Regions from separate parts of the Arachis hypogaea genome. Here region 2 is linked to region 1. The links are chromatin contacts, called in public Hi-C maps. All regions are on one chromosome and are shown on one strand. Each heading gives the region's core, a stretch centred on a gene start, on an enhancer-like site or on the middle of the called end of the contact. The rest is flanking DNA. Distances are from core to core; before and after follow the strand shown.

What was found. Hi-C and Micro-C count contacts between places; a contact is called where the count stands out from the background.
Region 2: a contact with region 1 is called in a Hi-C map of an unstated tissue, with 5 times the contacts expected there. The contact joins the promoter of LOC112755667 here to the enhancer-like site in region 1. A contact is called at or near these places in 5 of 8 Hi-C or Micro-C datasets (leaf and an unstated tissue).

What each region holds. Positions count from the first base shown.
Region 1 is chr6:110,468,975-110,474,544 of arahy.Tifrunner.gnm2.J5K5, reverse strand. No RefSeq gene overlaps it. Among protein-coding and RNA genes, the nearest start is that of LOC112755665, 23 kb to the right of the region's middle. Within about 2 kb of position 3,959, at least 2 of the 3 cell types and tissues checked have open chromatin away from gene starts, as enhancers often do.
Region 2 is chr6:110,548,884-110,554,739 of arahy.Tifrunner.gnm2.J5K5, reverse strand. LOC112755667 reads right to left here and starts at 1,725. Exons shown (of 7, transcript XM_025803904.2): 1 at 1,433-1,725; 2 at 273-553. The coding sequence starts at 448.

The DNA of each region.
Region 1 (5,570 bases), core at 2,710-5,209:
CTATTGAAATGCTAGTTGATCTAGCAACCACAGATGTAATAACAGGTGTATATTCCTCTGTCAATCCATTTAGAATTGCACTAACATGGTCACTTTCCCTTATTGGTTCACCTACTAAAACTAATGCATCGATTGTTTCCTTTAGTGCTAGGACATACTCATTCACAGAGCTTCCAATTCAAATGCTGCTTAACTTACATTTTAATTGCATGATTTTGGCTCGGATCTGAAATGTAAAATGATCTTCTAATCTTTTTCAGATCTGGTACGTATACAGACATGCTACCATTATAGTGGTGAAAGGTTTTGACATTGATGCCAATAGCCATGACTTGAGTAATGTATCTTGCCGTTTTCATCTCAAGAATTCGGGATTGGTTTTACCTGAAGCAGTAGACCTCTTTGGTATGTCTTCTCCTGTGATGTGGTTCAAGAGATTGTGACCTTCTATCGTGAATTCTGCTTGATCTTTCTACTATAGAAAATTATTTTCATCGAGCTTCATAGAAATCGGTGACGATGTAAAGTTTAGAGCTAAATTTAATGAAACTTCTATAACTTTAGCCATGATGGATCATAATCGATAGCTCTGATACCATGAAAGATACCAGACAGTGAAAAAGAAAAAAAAGAAAATGGAGAGTGAGACAAAGAGAACTTTAGAGAAAATTGAAAAGGATAGAGTTTTCTAAACTTGATTAACTATTCAAATGATACACAAGCAAATTGCATTTAGGTGATTATCCTAATACTTATAGAGAGTTGGAGTGACAATAGTTATAACCAACTCTAGTAACCCATAACTAATTTTAACAACCCTTAACTACACTAATTTACTTGTAATTGACTTTTTTCATCATTCTTATTCTCAATTTATGCTATCAAAAAAAGAAAAAAAATACAGCAATAATAACAATAATAAAAAAATGATAATTATGAAAAAACATGTAAAAAAAATATAAAAAAAACAATATAATTTACATGTATGTTATGTAAATAATTTTTGTTGAATTTAAATTAATTTAATTAAATTTAATTAATAAAAATATTTGGATGCGTAAAAATACTGTTAGCAACAAATTCAATAAAATAAAATAGTAGTAATTACAAGAGAGGTGTACGTTTGAATAGCTACAAATATTTTGCATCACGTCTGATAATAGAAAAAGACAGTTTTCCGTTAAGTTATTACGTAGAAATGTAGAATTAGTGTAGAATAATGGGTCTATATCTATATGTATATATCATGCTAGCTAGCTTTCATCATCAATGAAGAACCGAGCGAGGGATACATATATTGGACCAGGTTTTGTACGTTAGCTTGGGAGTGACGCCTGCATCACATCCACCAACCTCTCTCATCTTATTATTTTATTTTTTTTTCAAAAAAAATAGAGACTAATTTTTTTTATATAAAAAAATATTAATATTTTTATTAAAAATATAATTATTTGATGTAATTATATACAGATAAATTTTGTAAATAGAGAATTAATACATAGAATGTGTATTGTAACACATAAAATGCGCATTGGATACGTGTTAAAATTTTGGCCAAAATACAGAATATATGTTGGACACATATATCGATATTTTTTATACATCTATAATACTGTAATACAATTTAAATATTAATATTCAATTAAAATATTTTTTATTTTTATATTAAAAATAATATCTGAATTTTTTAGTTAGTAGAAGTTATTTGATGTTTTTCACAATAATTATTTTCTAATTGACATGTTTTATATGTACGTGAAAATTTTTTTTTAATTTAAATACAATTTTTTTTACTAAAGATAGAGAAATTCAAACTTACAATCTCTTAAATAAGTATGGAAAGACTATATTATTTAAACTATAATTCATTCACAATTTAAATACAATCTATCAATGATATTTTATCCAAAAAAAAATTTAAAAGCACAAAATATCAGTAACGTTTTATAAAAAAAAACCGTCAACAAAATACAATTTATCATTGACAGTTTTGTAAATTGTGTCCCACAACAGCATATTATATACACCTCTGCTGGAGATTATATACACCCTCTGCTGGCTCAATATTATTTTTGGAAAAAAGTTTTGATCTAAAACAATTATTTAGCTTATTAATTCATAGTTAACAGTATAAATTAACAAAAAGAATTTAAAAAATATTTTTAAATTTCTTTGAATTAAAACCAAAAAATTATAAAAACTAAGATCAAAATTCTATATATTATATATGATTAATAATTTTGTAATTAACATAAAAAAAATAAACAAATCAATTACTATTCTCTCTTTTTATTTGTCAAAAAATGAGTAAAATGAGAGTATTAATTATATATTAATTTAAACTTTTATTTTTTATTTTTTTTATAAAAAAACCTATAATTCATGAGACCATATACTATTGATTAATAAGAAAAATAATTTTTATTTTTACAAATTATATCCTTATTAGGTGAAGAATATATAAAAAATAAAAAATGATTCACCAAACCTTTTTAGTATTCTAATTATATAGTAAATAGTAGTATAAATAGATATAGATGAGTAGATGTGTGTGTTGAGGGGTGAGGATGATAATTGAGACAATGATGGGGCTGTGAAGTCTCTGAACACATGAACGTTTTGTACGGACACCCTCCCTCAGGTCCCTCGATTGACAGCTCTCACCCCATCACGATTCACACTCCTGTTCCTATATTCCTATTCCTCTTCGTACTCCATCCACATTCATTTTATTTCTAATACATTAATTCCATTCTAGTACCAAAATATACATCATACACATTACAATACTAGGGCTGGCAATTCATACCCTATCCGCGGGTATCCAATTCGGTCCAATCCGTTCGAATATAATAGACTACCCGACCCACTGTGAGTAGGGTAGGGTATAGGTTTAGGATGTACCCTATTATACCCTATCTGTATCTCATATATAACATATATTTTATTAAAAAATAGGTATATAGTGAAGGAAGTGAAAGTTAAACTACAACCTCCCTTATATAATGACTTACAATAAGTGAACAATCACTAAACTAGTTAGTTAATTTAGTAATTTAGAGCATTAATTTTTTATTTTTTATGTTATTAATATGTATAAGATTTGAAATAATTGAATTTTATATTTACTTTAAAAAATTTAATATTTCTGCGAATATGATAGGGTTTAGAACTTTAGGGTGCGGGTAGGGTTAGGGTTGAGAAATCGCAGATAAGGTAGGGTAGAGTTTTAATAAAATTTTCAACTTACAGATAGAATTAAGGTAGAATCCAAACCCTATCCTACCCTACCCAATACCAACCCTATACAATACTAAGGATTTTTTTATTATTAATCTCCAACTAAATTTTGAACTCAAGTACACATATTACAAGACAAAGATTATTACTATTAGACTAAGATCTTGTGAGCATAAAAAAAAATATAAGTTCAATACTTACCAATTCAGCTTTAGACTTTTGTGAGGCCTAGACCTAGGGATTGGACCTATTTTTAATTAGGGCGAGCCTAACAAACTGTTTCATCTTTTTTCACCTCTTATCATTATTAGTCTTAGTACGTTTTTTCCTTGTTTTGTGGGTGAATTATTAATTATTCTTTTATAAAAATATTTATATAAAAAGATAAAAATTGAAAATAATTTAAAAGATATGTTTTTTTTAGAAAATAATATTGCTCTGTTTTGATTACCTTATTAATGTATTGTTTATAGCATAGGAGAATGTGTTTATACTCTACTTGTGCCGCCATATAATACAATACTATTACTATCTTAGTCCATACTAGGGGTCCTCCACACACATGAAGTATGAGCGTGAAGTTTCGTAGACAATAAATGAAGAAAAATCCAAGCTAAGAGTTAAGAGATTATATATCCAAAAATGATATATTGGGCATTGAATTCCAGAAGCACTATGACACGCTTCCAATGCAAGCACGCTTTTCAGAGTGTTTGTATCTCCACTAACTACGTCATGCACAACTGAGGATACTGACTCATCAGTACTGACCCATTCTAAGCAATGCCAGGGGGCACATTGCAATTTATTTTCAACTTTTATTATTAATTAATTAATAATGTTCAGCAATAGTATTATTGGTAAGTAAGGAGACAAAATAGGTTGAACCTCTCTCTCCCTTTCTCTATTCGCTGTGGCTATCTATGTACACATATGCCATATGCCTATTCTTCTTCTGATAGATTCATTTCATAACTCTTTGCATGCTTCAATGATGTCACATCCTCCTCCACTTTTTCACCCTATTACCAATTTCTAACACACAAATTTTAAGTCTACTTCAAATACTGTGTTCTACTAATTTTAACTATTAATTAAAATTAATAGTTACAATTATTGAAATATTGATATTTTAAGTATATTTAAAATTTTTTTATACAATATATATTTAAAAATTTTAATTTTAATCTTTGTCATTAGCTTCGTTTCAATAATGACCTAGTAATTTAAATAAAAAAATTAGTATTTAAATAATAATTAAGTAGTTCAAAGTTAAATTATATACAAAGTGCTTGTTGTTTCATTAGCTTCCTATTTTTTTTTTATTAATTTAATGTTCACCTGTAGTATAATTGAATGCGAATTACTTATGTTAGGTCAAAATGGCAGTAGAAGTAGAAGGAGACGCGCAGTTGACGCGCGTGAAAGTAAAGAGGGAGGAGAGCAGGGGGGCGTATCTATGCAAAGTATATATTGGCATGGCATGGCATGCATATGTACTCATCATACTCAGATCAGAATCTGATGCTGTGAGGACACTACCATATTAAAACAACAATAAATATATTCCAAAAAAATAAAATACAAACTATGCCTACCATGTGAATGATGTGATATAAATCCATAAATCCATAATAATTAAACAACACCTTATAGTTCTCTTATTTCATCCGCTAATTATTTTTGGGTGAAAACTCAAATGCAGTCGACTTTATATAAAGTTGATAGTTAAGAGCTGTTAGATAAAAATTTAGTTAAATCATCTAACAGCTCTCAGTTATCAACTTCACGTGAAATCGATCCCATCTGAATTTCTACCTTATTTTTTATATGATGAATAAAGCAATGTAATACGTTTATATGAATTAAAATGGATATATTTTAGAAATATGATGTATAATATAAATTGATACTCACAATTTATATAATAAAAAAAATTATTATTTATAATTTTATAAATTATAATTTTTTTATATTTAAAAATTAAAATTTTGATTTATAATTTTTTGTCCTATTTAAAATCATAATTTACGATTTTATTTATTTTTTTTAATTTTTTATCTTATTTAAAATTAATATTTACAATTTTTTTATTATATATTATTATATTATATTAAAATATCATAATATTAATAAAAAAACACCGATAACAATCCAATATAAAAAAAATAACCTATTTCATTCCTTTTTGCGGGCTTTTATTCGACTATACTATATATTGATATAAAAGAAATAAGCTATTAATTAGTTTTTGGGTAAGAATATATGTATTTGATTTATAAAAAAAAAGATTATATTATTGTAATAAAATGTGATTATTATTATCATAG
Region 2 (5,856 bases), core at 476-2,975, 82 kb before region 1:
CTACCTCGTAAATAAGTCTTTAAACAATTGCAACTTGTCCAAATTTGTAAAACATAAATAAATAAACAACATCTTGAAATCAGCTTGCTAAATCTCCAAAAACCCATTATGAAAAACAGCTTAATTTTCCAACATCCAAATGCCAAATCAAATATAAAAAAGTAATCATGTATTCTCTTATATTTTATACCCATATCCACAACAAAGTAAATTCATTATCCATCCATATAACAAGAATGACTGTATAGACAAATGGAGGCAGAAGAGCATACCCAAAAAAAGCCCTTGAGGCAAAGCCAGTGGTACCAGCAGCAAAGGAAGCTGCAGCACCAACAGCAGCAGAGGCAGAGAAAAAGGCAGAAGACTGAAAGGGTTGTGGAGAGTGCAAACCAGAGCCAAAGTTTTGGTTTTTCCTCCACAGGTCTAGAAGTATAGCTATTCCAGCCATTATTGGAGCTTCTGACGTAAATCAGCAAGTTGCAAATAAACTGCCTTATAATCTCATGCACAGAACACGATGCCAAATATTCCTCAAACTGTGGCCTTCTAAACCCTGATCCACATACAAAATGTGAATAATAGGCTAATAGTGATGCAATTAGCTATAGGAAAAATCTACCAACTTACTGAGAATTCACATCAGCATCACTATTACCAGAATACAAAACCAAAACAAAAACAAAATCAACATACCCTCAAAGTTTCTTAACAGGAAGTCATTAACAAAGAGAACTCAAATAGATATCAAGCGAAGACAAAAATGATAAGAAGTCTAATCATAAGCTTTATTATATCATCTTTCATATATTAATATCAAACAAAGTTGATGTAAAATATTTCAGTTGTAATTGGCGTACCACTGCACTATCATCAAATACACCATTGGAAAAACCACAACACTTGGTCATAAAAAGTGAACACAAATTGATTAGTATACCCCAAAACAAAGCCTCCACGAGTCTCAAAAATATACACCTTGCTGTGTTCTGTTTAGACCAACCAGACAAAATTTCCTCACTTTCAACTTAATATAAGGCTACATAAACAGCTCAACTAGTCATATTATAAAAGCAGATCAAAGATTAATACTAAAGCGAACAAAATAGCACATGTTGAAGTAATCATGAACTAATTTGAAATATTAACAGTGCTAGAACTCCAACACAATCTTCCGGTCAAATATCATCCCTAGGGAGAAAAGAACCTTAGGGAACAAGCTCGGTCAATGAAGAAACACTGTTGGATAGGGTAATGATTTTTGAGCTAAAGTCTTGAACAGAGCAAGAGGAAACAAAAATGTGATTAACGAAACACAAAAGCTGAAATTAGTAACTAAGAATTCTAGAGAAGGAATTTATGGGAGTTATAATCTTGCATCGTACTCAGAAGCAGAAAAATGAAGATTATAAGGAAAGGTAAAAACGAATCGCACCCAAACAGTGGACTTGGACGGCGGCGACAACGGCGGCTACCTCATGGGCGACGACAACATCTTCCTCTAATCCTTGCTTCCTGAGCTGGTGATCCGACCCAAAACAGCGGTAGGTGCAGAAGAGAGAACATTCGGGGTTTAGCGGTGGTGAGGTGGCGACGGCGACGTCGATGGCGAGTGCAGCGTGACGAGAGGAGGTTAGGGCTTCGAGATTTGGGTTGATTGGATCCGAGAGAAGAGAAGAGAGACCAATGGGGGGGTGTCGGTAGAAACATGCAGTTTAAGATTAATTTTTTATTTAAGAAAAATTGAACTATTTATAACTACAGTATCAATGGCAAGATTAGAGGAATCACATATTTTTAAGGATAATTTACCTAAATAAAATATCAAAAATACTATTTGTACATTAAAATCAGTCACTAATATATTTGTGTATAAATATATGTGTGATTTAATTTATTTTTAACGTGTATTTATATTTCAGCATGTATTTTATACTAGTGACTGATTTTGATAGCTGATTTTAGTATACACATAACATAGTTCATAAAATATTTAAGATTTATATTTATACAAATGCAATAATTTTAAACTAATTATATATGTATCTTATTTTAAATTTATACAAACTATAGAATTCATATTACATGTTATCATTTACACATTCTAATACTCAATCTAATTTAATTTTGGCAGAATAAGTGCAGACAATATTCTAGTGGTACAAGAGATGGTTTACATCATGCGTAGTAAAAATCAAGAAAAATGAATCATGGCTATAAAAATTGACCTGAAGAAAGCCTACGATAGGTAAAACCGAAATTTTTTGATGGATACTCTAAAAGACGTCAGTATCTCAGAAGGAATCATTAATATCATTGTCCATTGCATTTTTACCCCCACCATGAATCTCCTTTGAAATGGATCACTCTCTAAGACGTTCTCCCCAACCAGAGGGATTAGACAGGGAGATCCTCTCTCACCTTATCTTTTTATTCTGTGTGTTAAGCGTTTATCCCACCTTATTAATAAACTAGTTGCTAATAAAAGAAAGGGAGCCAATAACTATTTATAGAAATGGACCTAAAAATGATTTGGTTCTCTTTGTTAAAACTTCTAGCGAACAAGTGCGAACGATTAAGGAGACCTTACACACTTTTTACGAGAACTCGGGACAAAGAATCAGCTTCCACAAGTCTTGTGTCTATTTTTTTAATCATAATATTAGGCAGCAACTAAGTCAGGAGCTTCGAATGACCCTGATGGCTAATCTGAAAAAATACTTAGAAGTACCTTTGATCACAGAGAAGTGTAACCAGCGTCATTTTCAGTTCATTCTTGACCGCATGCAAACCAAATTATTTAGTTGGAATAAAAAATCTCTATCTTTTGTAGGGAGATGCACCCTTATCCAATCGATGTTATCAACCATTCCTAGTTACTACATGCAGACTATGAAGATCCCTATGGCAGTTTGTGCTAAAGTAGATAAATTCTGTAGGGACTTCCTATTGGGTAGCAGCGAAGATGATAGAAATGTCCATCTCTAGTTGCGAGAAAAATTGCAAACTAAAAGAGGAGGGTGAACCGGGGATTCGAAGGGTGCAGGAGACCAATCAACTATTTCTTATGAAACTTGCTTGGGGCTTAATCTACAAAAGGGATTCCCTATGGGTGCAGGTGATGAGAGCAAAGTATGCGGGAGGAAACTGAATCATACCCAAAGTCCATAAGAAGACCAACAGCTCAAACGCTTGGATTGGAATAACAAAGGTTTGGAAAAATTTTCAAGGGAACCTAATTTGCAGAATATGTGGCGGAGTATTTCTTTTTGGGAGGACTATTGGATCCCAGGAATTCACAAATTAAGAGACTTAGCTACCATTAACCTCGATGCAGAAACGCTTGGCGAAATGTTGTGCGATTATATTAGTTCTCAGAATGTTTGGAATTGGACAAAAATTAGTCAGATTTTGCCCGAAGATGTTCTAGAGCACATTAGAATTTTAAAATTCCCCAATCCTGACATTGGAGTAGACACTGTGGGGTGGCTTCCAGTAACAAATAGTAGGTTTACAATTAAATCAGCCTATGAGGCTCTTTTCAGTAACAAGGAGAATACTAACAGGTTATACAAATTGCTTTGAAAAAATAACTTACCTCAGCATTTGAAAACCTTCTGTTGGCTCCTTACCTATGAAGCTTTGCCTCCAACAGCAGAAGGAAGAGCAAAAACTTCACAGACAACAGCGATTGTCCAAGATGCTGTAGAGAGGAAGAGACTGTGCTCCACGCCTTACGCGATTGCCTTACATCCGTACGGCATGGATTAGCATAATAAACAGAGATACGCAGAAAAATTTTTTCTCTCAATCCTTTCAGAAATGGCTTAGTACTAATCTTTCCTTGATCTCTCGAAAGCAGTATGGGACTCTATGGCCCATCATCTTCGTCACAGTGTGCAACATAGCCTGAAAGTGTCGAAATGATTTCATTTTCAGGGACGAGACTCTACCAAACAATCAACTTCACCAAATAATAAAAAAAATTGCAGAAAATTATAACATTAATGTGAGCATAATAAAGCATAGTAGTAGCTTACTAAATCTTACCAGAGAGGAGCTTGTTGGATGGGAGGCGCCAAATTGGGGTTGGACTAAATTGAATGTAGATGGGTCAGTCATTTATCCTAGTAGCAAAGGCGCTTGCTGGGGTATTATTAGGGATTGGGCTGGACGCACGATTGCTGGTTTCACTATGAACATCGGAGCCTGTACCATAACCATGGCTGAACTATAGGGCTTCTATGTTGGGATTAAGCTAGCTTCTGAGCTAAGGATCACGAAATTAGTGGTGGAATCAGACTCTAGATGTGCTGTAACACTGGTTCAGAAGGTGTCTCTGGAGAGCCATGGTAGCTCTTCTCTCATCTGGTCGATTAAGGAGCTTTTGGCAAAGATGGATAACGTAGAAGTAAAACATATCTATAAGGAGGCCAATTTCTGCGCGGATGCTCTCGCCAAGAGGGTCAAGGAGAAGTTGCTGGAGTTAAGTTCTTCGAGCAGCCCCCTCTATACTTGTTTCATCACCTTCTTGCTGATGCAAGTGGTGTTAAGTTTGCAAGATTGGTAGTAGTCTAGTTTTTTCTTGGTTCTTTGGGCCTGCGCCCCGTTACTCATAAAAAAAAATAAATTATGGAACTTTTACCATAGTTTAGAGAGAGGAACATTTATACATAAACCGTGAAACTCCTATACGATTTATGAAGAGGCGGATTTATACATAAATCATAAAATCCCTACCACAGTTTATGAATAGGTAAGTTTGTACATAAAAATTGCATTCTTGAGTGTGTGAGTAATTGGAATTGAGAGGATTTGGGAGAGAATCCGGCGACAGCGATACTCTAACGGGGTGGGGTCATAGAAAACCAAGATTGTTTGTACCGATTAAACGACTTTGCTCACATGGCTGGAAGCATCAATGAAGAGGTTAATTCTTTATGGTAGTGTTTGGTGGAGAGACAGAGACGGAAAGACTGAGACTGAGAGACAGAGATTGAAATAAATTTCAGTATTCTGTTTGGTGCAAAGTGGGAGACAGAAATTGAAACAAGAATGAAACTGTAATTTAATTTATACAAAAGGTAAAATTGGAATTAATTAATTGAAATGAGGATATTTTAGGTATAAAATGTTTTTAAAATTTTAGTCTCCATCTCTAAAAATTTTAGTCCATGTGTCCTTACTTTTTGGAGGTACTGAAATACCAAAACTTTAGGGATAGAGACAGAAATTTTAGTACCAGTCTCTGAACCAACAAACATGATACTGAGTTCTAGTCTCTCAGTCTCTGTCTTGGTACCTCAAAACAAATGCTACCATAATGTTGTTCTCTTTATGTGTTAGTTGTTTGTTGTTCCGTTCATATCCTATGTCACTTTGATGCGTGGTTAGGGTATTTTTATAAATAATTTGAAGTTGTTGGTGAGTTAAATGTTAAAATATGATTGGTACCAGTTTAATTTTTTTGTTAACTTATGTGTTAGTTTTTTTTTTAATTATTTAATTTACAAAAAATTTAGGCGTTAGTAATTTATCTGTTAAAATTTGATTAGTATCGAATTAATTTTTTTGTTAATTTATGTGTTAGTCTTTTTTCTGTGAATTATTTAATTTATAAATAATTTAGGCGTTAGTGATTTATCTGTTAAAATTTGATTAGTACCGAATTAATTTTTTGTTAATCTATGTGTTAAACTTTTATCTGCGACTTGTTTAATGTATAAATAATTTATAAGGTAGTGATTTGTATGTTAAAATTTGATTAGTATCGAATTAATTTTTTTGTTAATTAATGTGTTAAACTTTTATCTGTCAATTATTTAATTTATAAATAATTAAGAGTTTAGAGATTTATTT